Regions from separate parts of the Mus musculus genome. Here region 2 is linked to region 1. Evidence: chromatin contacts called from public promoter capture Hi-C data. All regions are on one chromosome and are shown on one strand. Each heading gives the region's core, a stretch centred on a gene start, on an enhancer-like site or on the middle of the called end of the contact. The rest is flanking DNA. Distances are from core to core; before and after follow the strand shown.

Region 1 (6,543 bases), core at 2,510-5,009:
CGTGGATGGGAACTGAGAGTATAAAAGAGTGAGAGGCCCAGGGTTCGGGGGAGATATAAACAGGGGAGATATAAACAAGAAGAAACAGGACTGAATAAACGTGTGCAGAAGGATCCTGTTGCAGTGTCGTTCTTCCTGGCCAGTTGAGTGTGCGCAAGACTCTAGCACTCTCTGTTTACCTGATCAGAATCCAGCCCAGCTGAGCCTGGCGTTTTCATTCTGGGGTTTGGGGGGCACAAATCTCAAATATTTGGGCCTAAGTGTTTGGACCTAACAGCCATGTGGTATAAACTTAGTTTCACTCTGAATGAGAAACTGTATTATGGTTGATTATGAGACATTATAATTGTGTGACCTGTGGATCCAGACTGACCTGATTCTCTGGAAAAATTTAAAGCACACTGTAACACCTTTAAAAACGTTAGGTTAAAGATTGCCTCATAGAAGTCCTATAGTATATTGTAATTGATTAATTTGATTTAAAATATCATCATGTCAAGAAAATTCTTTGTTTAGAGAATATTATTTTGTGTACATTGTGAGAAGAACTATTTTAACTAAGAAGTTAAATTGTAGTTGTATGTAAACATGGTTTGTTTGTTTGTTTTCCTGTGGGCGAAGACGACTAACTCCATGCTCTGTCCTCCAGGTTTATCGTGGGGAAGGAAGAAATTCCCACGCACTCTTACTCACCAGAGACAGCGTATGCCAAAGTGGAACAGAAGAGGGAGAAGCACAAGGGAACGCCGAGAGCAATGAGCATAATCGCTCTGGTTCGGACTCTCGTGGACTCCGTGTGAGTGCTCTGTCCTGTGCTTCACTTACCCCTGTCGCTTATCCCGTGGTCACTGTGTATCGTCGGGCCTCCTTTTTCTCTTCAGGAAATGATGTTACTCTTTTGTTCCCAGCAGTGACTATACCTAGAGGTTATAGAATGCAGGGACTGGCAAGGAGATGTTGCTCATGCTTTCTCATTGGGTACCGCATCATCACATGCCTTTAAAACAGAGTTCGTGGAATTGGAACCATTTTCTGTTCCTCCTGGGCAGAGTTAAGGAGGCTGGAAAGGGAGGAGGCCAGAGACATGGCACATGCTCAGTGGCTGTGTGGACCGTTAGAAAGAGAACAGTTGCTGAGAGAACCAAGACGACACAGGAGCAAGGACAGTCTTCAAGTAAAGGGTGTTCTCCAGCAATGACAATACTCTGGGTTCTGGGATGGAATATTTATTTGTATATTATACAGAGAAATAAGTCTTTACATTCTGAATATTCATTTTTATATTACCATAATATTTAATAAACTAAATTCAGTGGTTTGAAGTTATGCCATCAGCCCTTAAAGCAGTCATGGCAGCCATGTTAGAACAGAGTGAGTGGGCAACACTGACAGGAAGTGCGTGGTAATTTCCTCCTTCCTACAATAAACGAAGGACAGAGATGGAGGGAAAAAAACCTATGGTTAAATATGAACACAGTTTAATTTCTTCCCCTATCATTTGCCTCTACCAGCTTGTGTCTCTGGAAAAAGGTTAAAGTACCATGCTTCACAAAATCCTTGTTGTCATCTGTGGTTGGCACTTGTGGAATTGCCTGTTGGGCTCTGTAGGCATAGGTGATAATCACGTTTGGCCAAATTCATTTTTTTGTTTCTTTGTTTTCATATTAGTCTATACTGCAAACAGAAGATGGGGACACAGAAAGTGTAAAGGCAGAAACAGGTGTGGCAGTGAGCTCAAACAAGTGTAACAACAGGCTTGGGTTGCTGCGTGAAGAACAGTGTAGTTCGCCTTGATGGAAGTAACTGAATGTAGTAGGGAGAGCATGAGCGGATGAATGTGCATGGCTCCTGAGGGCCGGCGCGCCTTCAGCCTTGGCAGGCCTTGCCTGAGCAGCTGCACTCAGGTAAAACTATTCGAGGATTATATAGAAGCAACCCTAAATGTTTGGGAGTAGCATTATAGGACACTGGAATCCACTCTGGGTGACCAGGGAAAGCTCACATGACAGTACTGATGACGTCGGCACTTTGCAGATGAAGCAGTTCTGGTAGTAAAACCTGACCTGTAGAAGAGTGATAGTTTGCACAAGGCAGGCCGGCTTCTGTAGCTCACCTCTATTCAGCACTTCCACGTGGCCAGATATGGCATATCATTCCCATGACTTCAGGCTTAGGGCGGAATGAGCTAGTGCCATCGAGTTTGACCAGGGAAGCTTCCTGTGCAGTTCAGCTGCAGTGCAAAGATTGGTTTTTGAGAGGTCTTGCACAGGGTTGGAGACGTACAGAGCCAGAGCACTGCTCTGCAAGCCGCTTGCTCTTATACCCAGGGGAAAGTTTGGTGCTCTCTTCACAGAAACAGTTAACTTGTCAGGAAGAAGCTACAGTGACTGCCGACTTTGGAACTTGAGCCCCTCAAAGAAAAGGAGTTCTGTTGAGATGCATGTTGGTTGACTTACATTTTTCTACCAAGGATGAATGAGGGGGTCATAGAGTCGGTGTCCCACATGAACAGTAGTCCTGGCAGAAATGTTTATATGAAACTCCAGACTGTAAGTGCTTTACAGTTAAGTCACAAATAGCCTTTGAGTTCCCACATGATTCCTATTTCCATATTTATTTTAATAACTGAATCTTGAATTCTGACACTTTATCAGGTTTCTTTTCCAGATGTTTCCTCTCAAATATAATTAAGTATAAATTCCTATAACCTGAATGCATTCTTATTATGATTTTGTTTAAGGACTGACTTCACGGATGATTTATGGTCATCATACTCTGTAACAAGAGATTTAAAGCTCCTAAAATTTCGTGGTGTATATAGTAGACAGTGTAGCCATGTTTTTCATATTCATTCACAAAGAAGTGCCAGTATCGTCTCCCTGCTCCACAGTGTGTCACTTGAACTGCAATCACATGTTTTGTACAAGGTGTTAGCAACAAAATTAAAGCAACACTCTTAGCTCTGCTTCTGTAGGTCCGACAGAAAGCTGTGAGCATTTAGGGGGGAAAGGGGGATCTTTTTCTCCTTTACTGCTAAGAAATTTTTGTATAGGCTTGCAATACACTCATGCACAGTATATCCATCCATAGGCACACCCAGAGAGGCATAAATATGCACACATACTTTAATTAGTTATGATTAGTGTTGTCTCTCTGGTCTGATTTCAGATGCAAGCATGGACCAAGGCACAGATGCTGCAAGCATTATGAAGACAACTGCATTTCCTACTGCATTAAAGTGAGTCTACAAAGGCGTCTCCCTGATTTTTGTCAACAGTTGCTGCTTTAAACCCAACATTAGTTTCTGTAGTAATTTCTAAGCAAATAGAAAAGACCATATCGTTCTGCTGCCATTTAATTTGTATTTGACTCAGATTACTAGAGCATGCCTATAGGTCAGCACTAAGGGACTTAACTGTGTCCATTCACACAGATTCCCTAGTCTCTAGGGCACATGGGCATTTTTTTTGCAAAACTATACTTCTTGCCTCCTGACTTGTCTCTCATCACTAGCTCTGGAAAGAGTGTCTGGGGCAGGTGGCACCATCTGCTCTAAGTCCCTCAGTTTTGAATGGTGCTCACAGTCCCAATGCTTTTTAAGAAGTCACTTATTTCTTACAAGGTCTGATTTTTTTTTCTTTTTTCTTTTTTTGCGGGGGCGGGAGATTAGTTGACCGAGTCATACAAACCTCAGATGTGCAGTTCTCTCTGCACGGCTATGGAGAACTTAGGCACTTTCCCACATCAGTGCTTGTAAGTGGAATGCCGAGACTCAGTGTTGATAGTGGCATTTGCCCAACTTCCTATTCATCTCAGAATCCTGAGAGCTGTGTCTAGGGCTAGCGACAGAAGAATACATTTTCCTTGTGCAGTGTCCAGATTTGATTTCTTGCCTCATTTTCGAAGTGGCAACAACAAATAAAGAAGACTCTACTGGCTCATAAAGAGGGAGATTCCGTCTGACAACTGACTTAGTCTATTCAAAGGGGGAGTTCAGGCAGGGCTGGGGAGCTGATACTGAGCGTTTTCTAGGAAAACAAAAAACAAAAAAAGACCGAGAATTGACACGCAGTCAGAAACCTAGTGACTCTTTAAAGTGTGTTCCAGGACTTAGCAGTTTGTGAAATATGCTAAACTGTCTGGAGACACGTGGGAGAGAAGTTTACACTTTGAAAATACTCTGAAGTCTCTTTTGCTTGTTTTTGGGTTATCTATGTAACCCTGGCTGTCCTGTAACCCTTGGGTGTGTACATTTTGAGCTCTCAGAGATCTGCTGGCCTCTCTCTCTGCTTCCTGAGTCCTGGGATTAAAGGCTAAAATACTGAAGCTTTAACAAGGTGTATCTCATTGCAGTGGAGCTTTGATTGCACCACGTTACGCTACAACCCTGATCGATATTCACATTAATTCCATTCTTCTCAGCTCACTCTGCTCTCAGCTGTCTTAGTAGGATCCTGTTCCTGCCCACTTCTGTATTGGCTCTGTGCTTTCTGTCCAGCCAGTGTGACATGTTTTCATGAAAGTGTCTTCTCTTTTGGATCAACTTAAATGTCACACAGTCAGTAGCTTTTCTTTACTATCCAGTCTAATACAAGTTTCTCTAGTGGCCAATTACTTCCATTGTGACACATTGTAATTTTTAATTATTATATTACTTTACTCATTTGGTTTCTCTTTCCATATAAGATTGTAAAGCGCCACAAAGACAAGAACTTGGTCTTGCCTGCCATGTTCCCACAGCCTTGTAATCCCAGTATATAATAGATAGATAGCCAGCAAATATTGCCTGAATGCAGAGACATATTGATTTTATTTTTTGAAAACTGGGTGAAAAAATTAGTCTGTTTGTTCTTTAGCACAATATCACAGAGATAAAAGGACTGTCATAGTATTGAAAAAATACTGGGCAGTTCCAGAGAGTCACTCACAGGAACTCACGAATGACTGGCCTATTTCATGGTCATGTGTTCACCGGGCTTCAGGAAAATCAATCCTTACTTTCCTGTAGCAATTCGGTTTTTCTTTTTTCTAGAAAAGAAAATTGTAATTGGAAAATACAAGTCTGACTTTTTGGAATGTAGCATGCAGGCCAAGGTCCCAGCTCTTGGGTGGAGATGCAGTGTTGAGTGTCTTCAGGCTCAGTTAGCTTCAGTGTAAAGCAGCATTCCTCAGTTTAGCTTCATGCAGTTACCTAGATAGAGTTCCCATCTCCTAGAAATTTCTTTAACTTGGTTAATATATATATATATATGTTAGATACACACACACACACACACACACACACACACACACCAGAGCTCCAAACACTGAAGTTATCTTCCATGCTTGTACTGATGATCAGACAGTTTTTTATTAAAATTTCCTAAGACAGGTGACTTTGTCCACTGCTTTTTTTGAATTTCCATGCTTGTATTCCTAAAACCCTGTGGTTATTGTCAGAAGAAGGTAAAAAGATGGCTTTGTTTCTAGGGCTTCATCAGAATGTTCAGCGTGGGCTACTTGATCCAGTGCTGTCTCCGGATCCCCTCTGCGTTTAGGCATCTGTTTACAGAACCATCCCGGCTCCTCTCTCTTTTCTACAACAAGGAGAACTTCCAGCTGGGGGCTTTCCTTGGATCTTTTGTTAGTATATACAAGGTAAGCTTATCCCAAAAAGAAGAAAGTGAGACGTTAATAAGGCCGATTGCTCTGTAGTTAAGAACTTCCTGGCTGCTCTTCCAGAAGATCCTAGTTGGGGTCATAGTATCTACATGGTAGGTCACAGTCATCTGTAACTTCTTTTCCAGGAGGTCTGGTGCCCTTTTCTGACCTTCATGTGCCCAGGCACATACATATGTGACATACACATACATGCATCCACACATGTAGGCAAAAGTCATACACATAAAGTAATGACTAAATGCTTTAAAAGAGAAATGAATGGCATGGCCATTGTTAGATAAGGTGTGTTCTGCTTCAGCTATTGTTTTATTGGTGGTGCTTTCTAGACCATTCCTACCTATCTTGGCCTCACCAAGTATATGCACTATATTGTGAATTCAGGAGGGAAAAGTTTGTTTAGAATTTTACTTAATATGTTTGACTTTATACCCATATTGCATTTATTTATATATTTTTTCAGAGACGTATTTTCTTTAGTTTTCAGTACATAGACATTCGAACAAAATGTGTATTTCCTAAGTAAAATCTAATAATATTCCAATTTTTTAAAAACGCATTACAGTTTGGTTCCTCAGTTTAGAATCCTTTTGCACTTTCTAGCAGTTGATAAGATTTGGCTAACACTGTAACGGTCTTCTCTTGTGAGCGACCCGCCATGAGTGCTGGGCTGTTGCCTTTTGTCCACTCAGTTTCTGTCGTGCTGTCTAAAGCGGTGGATCCTCATCACCTATTCTGCCGCTGCTTGTAGTACGTGCTACATATTTCTACATATATCTTGATATGTCGGCAAGCCCCTCAACACATGTATAGAGATCTTCCTTGACACGGAACATTGCAATGTTGACTCACCGCCTACTGTTTAGTGGAGACACTAATGTGTTA
Region 2 (6,543 bases), core at 1,424-3,923, 310 kb before region 1:
TCTCTTCTCCAGCAGTCAATCTCCTCTTATGTCTATTCAGTAGAATGTTCCTTTCAGACATTTGCAAGTCCACTTGCTTTTTATCTTTCTAGTTCTTATGCTTAACTCCCCATCTCTTCAATTGGAATGTCCATTTTCCCCCCTTTAAACTGGTAAAGATATTTATATTCATTTTTAACTCCTTGCCTTTACTCCAGCTGATATATCTTTCTTGAGATGATTTCTATCGACAAATTTGCTTCCTGACTGGGTTTTTCCAGGTTGAATAATTTTTATAATATGCCAGACATATGATTTTTTTTTCCTTTGAAAAGTGTGGGCTTTTGTTTTGGTTAGAGAGATTAGTTACTAGATCAAATGAAGCTTGTTGGGCTTGGCTATGAGTGTTGTTAACACGCATCAAAGTTATCTTCATTTCAAGGCATAACCCCTAATCTGAAAATGTGCCTTCTATAATGTCATAGCCCATTCTCAGCATTTGCAGGGAGACGATGTCTCTCTTAGTGTTTGTAACTCCAACTTTTCCAAGCACTCTGAGATCTCTGGAACAGCTTCAGTCTGCTCTCAGCTCCCTGTGAGCTCTTGTGGGATCTTGCCCCACAACCGGTAAGCTATTTATGTAGTAAGTGTGCATGTAGTATCCAGCCTCTTTTGAGAATCTGAAGTTCCTTTTCTGAACAGCACCCTCTTTTTCCTTTCTTTCCCACAATACACCCACCCATACCTCAGCAGCCCCAGGCTTCAGTGTTTACCTCTTTCCCTCTTCAAGACTTTTGTTTTCAAAAGTCTGTTTGGGTTCATCTTTCTAACCCATATTGTGAGTTGATCTTCTGTTAAGCCTCACAGGCTTGTGATTTCTAATGGACAAAGACTGACAAGAGTTGTCCTGTGCTATTTGTCGCTAATGGTAGGAAGTGCCTGCACTCTATTTTTGGTGAGAGCAGAAGGAAGCAGAAAGAAGCAGAAAGGAGAAATGGGCTGAAGGTGATGAGAAAGACTTGAGACCCTGGCCCTCAATTTATCCAGAGTTATCCCTGTGGCGTGGTTACTCAAAATCATTTCATTCATGTTGGGTTCCTTGACTGTTACTGTGAAATGTAAGCTTTGCAGATGTTGGTGACAGAACATGCAGAGGGGGCCAGAGAAGTCCGGGATAATGGATCTTACTGAAGCAGATGGGACTATTAGTCACTTTGCTTTCTCAGTGACAGAACTGTGTTTTGGGGCTCCTTGGTGCTTTTTCTAAATATATCTTCTAGTAGATGCTCTCTGATCTTAAGCTAGTATGCATGTTGTTTTCATGACTTGTGACCCAATGAGTCCTGACTGACTAGTGTTATTAATGCAAACAAATTACCTCAAAGTGTAAAAATAAAAATATTTTAAAAAGTATAAAAATAAAAAAAATATTATGCCTGTGAATTCTGCCAATCATTAATTAGGACAGATTACAATGAAGATGGCTTATATTTGCCCCACAATGGCCTAAGCCTTATCTGGAATGCAAATAACAAGTGTACAATAGACTGAAACACCTGGTAGCTTCTTCACTTACATGCCATCTCATGCCTGGATTGGTGTGACTTGAAGGCTGAGTTCAACTGTGATAGCAACCAGAACACATGTCTCCTCCTTGTGGTTAGGAATTCCTCCAACATGGCTGTCCCCGGACTAATTGGAGTTTGTGTACATAGGAGTTTAGTTCAGTAAACAAGGCTGAAATTGAGCTTAGCCTCTCTTCTGCAGCATCTTACTGGATAAAGTAACTCCAAGCCACCTGACATCCAGAGAGTAGTAAGTGATTGAGATTTTTCTTTTGATCTGAAAGATCACATATAGGCAAGCTGTTAACATGCCAGATAAATGTATCGACCAAGCTAAGAGCATCTTTGCTAAAAACTCATTGTGCCTTTTTATGTCACTCAAAGACTCTTCACTGGCAAGAAGTAAAAAAGCAAAGAGCTTATGAATTCCCAGCAGAGTTTCCCCCCAATATTATTTCAGGAACTCCAGACGACCATTAACTTTTTCTGCGCTATTTCTTAACAAAATCTTTGATTAAAAATTTAAGCAATGGCAGAGATAGCAGGAACCTCAGACCAAGCTGATTTCCTTTTTAGGCAGAGAACTTTAATTTCATCAATTATTCTCTGTTATTTGGTGTAAAGCCGGGGCTAGCAGTGGCAACAGCTGGGAGGATGTGTAAATGGAAGATGAGATCATGCCTTTTTCTCTTCAGAGATCTTGTGCAGATCAATTTTCATTCTCACGGTCAAGTTCTCAAAGACTTCTGACCACGTCCATGCCAGTAATAAAGAGTTTATTAAAGACAAATACTCCTTCGCTGTACGAAGTCCAAATGGCTCTGTAACTTAAAAGTGAGTTAAAACAGAATTCCTTCAAGAGACGAAAGTAGACTCAATTTTTACTTGCCTTTTTCATGTTTATTCAGGAAGCGTTCTGTCGTTCCCTCAGCCTGTGAGTCACTGTGAGAACTGGAAAGGTATCAGATAAAGCTGTGAGATATCGGACCGTAACCTTGGGCCTAAAGAAGAAACTCTGGATAAGCCGCCGTCAGATGCGTATCACAGGCACTGTGCTAGGAGCTACTGTGAGCACTGTGGTGATCAGTTAAGCTTCCTGACATCTGCGACGGTCAGGGCTGAGAAAGGCAGAACCATGCCTCATCCAAAAACACTGGGAAGCTGAGTGCCAGCCACAGCGTTCACTCCCTCCCTCCAGCTCACCAGGGAGTGTGTCCTTCAGTGTCCTCTGTCATCACGAAAACAATAATGACATAGCCGCATCACATCAGCCGTTAAAATCTGACAAGATTTTTAAACACATAAATACTAAACACTGAAGTTCTTTTTAAATTCACTTTGCATCCTGACCACTGCCTTCCTCTCCTGGTCCCCCCATACACCTTCTCCTCTGAGAGGGTGGAGACCCCGCTGGGAATCCCCATCAAGTCTCTGCAAGGCTAGGCCCTGAATTTCTTGATATACATTAAAACATTAAAGCTGGGCTGATGAGATGGCTCAGTGGGTAAGAGCATCCGACTGCTCTTCCGAAGGTCTGGAGTTCAAATCCCAGCAACCACATGGTGGCTCACAACCATCTGTAACAAGATCTGACGCCCTCTTCTGGAGTGTCTGAAGACAGCTACAGTGTACTTACATATAATAAATAAATAAATCTTTTAAAAAAATTAAAGCTGTAATCTTGTCCTTCTAGTCAAAATGACCCATGGACCATCATTGATGTGGCCTTGGAGTTTGTTGGAAATGCTGTCTGAAGCTTCACCCAGACCCACGGAATTTGAATTTATAATTTAACAAGACTGCCAATGATTCAGTGATCTCTTTTAAAGTATAATATTCTGATAGAGGCTAGAGAGCAATTCCAGATCCATTATTAAGTGACCTGTTGACCAATGCAAAATAACCCTAATAAAGTTAAAAGTCTAAGGATGCTAGAAATTAAGAACAAAAGGGACTAGGGTCTGAGATGGCTCAACCAGTGATGTTCTTACCTTGCAAACAAAAGCCGGAGTCTCTAGACCCCGTGTTAAGACGATAATAACAACAAAACTCAAGCATAGTGAATTATAATCTCAGGAGGGTCGCAGATGTATTAATGAGGTCAGTGGCCATCTAGCCTGTTCTACTTAGTGATCTTCAAGTCAGCAAGAGTCTCTGACTCCTAAAAATGGTGGATGGCACCTGGGGTACAACAGTTGAGATAGTCCTCTGACCTTTACACATACAGAGATAAAGAGACAGACAGACAGGGACACAGAGAAAGACAGACACAGAGAAAAATGGAAAAAGACAAAGCAACAGAGTGTTGCACTATCCATATAATTTCCCAACTATCTGGCAGGGGAGATAATATAATCACAAGATCATTGCATTCTTGATGTGCTATCCCCTGAAGTTTCCCTAGATTTGAGAAACTTGACTTCATAATTTTCAGTAGTAAGGGCGGTCTGCATTTGTTTGATAAAAATAGAAGGCAGGGGGAGGAAGAAGGAGATCAAGAGGGAGGATGTAAAAGTGGGCCTAGTGAACTAGTTTAGTTATGATTTCCTGGAAGTTTCGGGATTTTGAACACATGAAGAGTCTCTATTATTAGACTGAGCTGAGTGGCCTCTTCTCTTCCTGCATGGGTGAGGCCTGGCCAAGCAAGTCATTGTAGTCACCTCAATGGATGAACAAGATGCCTCAAGCTACACTGGGTCGCTGTGATAACCCAAATCAAACCAAGATGGCAGTATGTAGGATGGGCAACTAGTGCTTACCCCACCTCATCCCTCTTTGTCCATCGGGTCCTGTTTTCTGTTCATGCTTGTTTCCTCCACTGCACTGCAGAACTCTCGAGGTTAAGGTAAATGTGTGTATCTTCTCTGCAAGTCCTAAATTCTCAGCATAGTGCCACTGTGAATTAGATGGGGCATGTCTGTTCCATCCAATGTGGTACTCTTTTCTGCTCTTTAGATAGTTCTAGCATTTCTATGGCCCCTCTGCATGTGTACCCATCTCAGAAGTTTTTATTCTTTACATATACGGAAGGTCTAGATTTTGATTGATTAATTGATTATGACCTGAATTATTATGTGCAGTAATGGGGATCAAGCCCCAATACCTTGTGTATTTTAGGCAAGTTCTCAGTCCTTGACTTACAATCCCCACTCTCTAGATATTTTGAACACACATATATTTTTTATGAACATACTTTTATGAAGGTTTCTTCATAATACTCTGTGAAAAAATTATGGCCTCATAATTTGTTTCAACACCTAAAGTTGAAATAATCAAACCACTCTAGATGTTGAAATAAGAAACAGCCACTGAATTTAAGTTTTACAAAATTGTGTACATTTATCCAAAATTAATAAATAATATTAGTAAATATTGGGTAAATGTAAGAGAGGAAGATTATGTAATATAGATAAAGAGCATTGAAAAACATTACTATCTCCAAAGGGTACCAATTCTTAGCATCTTTTAATGTCTTTGCCATAATTTATGAATGTCGGTTCAAACCCTCTGAGTTCTGTATGAGTTCTCCATATTCTGTACTTCCCATATCTTCTGGATTATGGATAAGGACTTGCACCGCATGTATGGTCTCAAGTACCTTCTTCCATTCTTTGAGTTGTGTTTTCACTTTCTCCAGCACGGCATCTGAAACACTGGCACTAATGTTTATTGCATGTTTCCTATTTTGTTGTTTATGTTTTAATGTTAAGTTCAAATGGCTGTTGCTGATAGAATACAAGTGAACAAAGATCTCAACCTGCTTCCTTTTAGAGATGCATGGTGTTGCATGTTACATTTAGATGTTTGATCAACTTCAAATTTTATTGACAGTAGGAAATACAAGAAGTATTTTAACTGTGTATGATTATTTAATTGTCTCAATACCATTCTCTAAGAAGACTATTCTTTGCTCCCACTAAGTTGATTATTTACCACTCTTTTCACCCCCTAGAAAAGAGTTTATCATAAGTCTAACTGTTCATCCATGTCAGCTCTAATTCTGGTGTCAAACAGTCTTCATTACTGTAACTTTGTTCAGCATTGTCATCAGAAAGTCTAAGCACATTGTTTAGCTTACACGTTTTATGAATTTCAATCAACTTCCTGATTCCCATTCACCTCAATTAGGACTCCCAACCTCAATTAATGCTATTTGACTCTTTTCGACTTCAGGGTGGTGCTCCTGCTATACTCCTTACCATTGTAAGTGAGTTATTATTTAGCAAACTCCTCAAAACAGAAGCCTTAGAAACAACTCATACTACCTACTTCTCTCTTTTTACTATAAGCAAAAGTCACCTGTTCTTATTGCATTCACCCTACACACACACACACACACACACACACACACACACACACTTCTCCCGTGTATACTAGCCTCTGTTTTTAATCTCTACCAACACTGTCCTCGAATAGAGCCCATCGTCATCTCTCCCATTATGGTTTGAACTATCAGCCCTTTCCTATTATGTGTCAATGCTTCCAATTCATCTTCCACACTGCTAGAAAGTCCTTATACTTATGTTATTATACCATTTTCCTCCTCAAAACCTCATTCACCATTATCTCGGCTAGGATTCTATGGTTGTGACAAAGATACTGTGACCAAGGCAACTTATAAAAACAAGAATTGTTTAACTGGGCTTCAGATTCCAAGGACTAGAGTCTTGTTGGAGTGAGGACATCTCCATGTGGCTGGGGCAGCAGCTGAGAGCTCACATCCTGATCCACAAGCACAAAGAAGAGAGTACACTGGGAATTAGTAGGAGTCTTTTGAAACCTCAAAGCCCTCCCCCAGTAAAACGTTTCTTCTGACAAGACTACATTTCTGTCTGAGTTAGGGTTTTACTGCTGAAAACAGATGCCATGACCAAGGCACCTCTTAAAGAAACAACATTTAATTGGAGTTGGATTATATGTTCAGAGTTTCAGCCCATTGTCATCAAGGTGGGAGCATGGCAGTGTCTAGGCAGGCATGGTGCAGGAGGAGTTGAGAGTT

The links. Capture Hi-C pulls out chosen DNA fragments and counts their contacts.
Region 2: a promoter capture Hi-C map of adipose tissue shows a contact between it and region 1. The contact joins two enhancer-like sites. A contact is called at or near these places in 1 of 39 promoter capture datasets (the 3T3-L1 cell line), 1 of 15 datasets of contacts at CTCF or cohesin (large pre-B cells), 37 of 484 Hi-C or Micro-C datasets (the 3T3-L1 cell line, 3T3-L1-derived adipocytes, the AML12 cell line and 22 more), 2 of 115 datasets of contacts at active chromatin or transcription factors (astrocytes and stem cell-derived neural progenitor cells) and 1 of 9 other capture datasets (adipose tissue).

The regions. Positions count from the first base shown.
Region 1 is chr7:89,153,122-89,159,664 of GRCm38.p6, reverse strand. It overlaps Tmem135 (transmembrane protein 135), which reads left to right. Exons shown (of 15, transcript NM_028343.5): 8 at 650-796; 9 at 3,169-3,238; 10 at 5,470-5,637. Among named protein-coding and RNA genes, the nearest start is that of Tmem135, 180 kb to the left of the region's middle. Within about 2 kb of position 3,759, at least 24 of the 459 cell types and tissues checked have an H3K27ac peak or open chromatin away from gene starts, as enhancers often do. A contact at or near this core is called in adipose tissue and muscle stem cells, where this site is marked.
Region 2 is chr7:89,466,846-89,473,388 of GRCm38.p6, reverse strand. No RefSeq gene overlaps it. Among named protein-coding and RNA genes, the nearest start is that of AI314278, 44 kb to the right of the region's middle. Within about 2 kb of position 2,673, at least 8 of the 459 cell types and tissues checked have an H3K27ac peak or open chromatin away from gene starts, as enhancers often do. A contact at or near this core is called in adipose tissue and muscle stem cells, where this site is marked.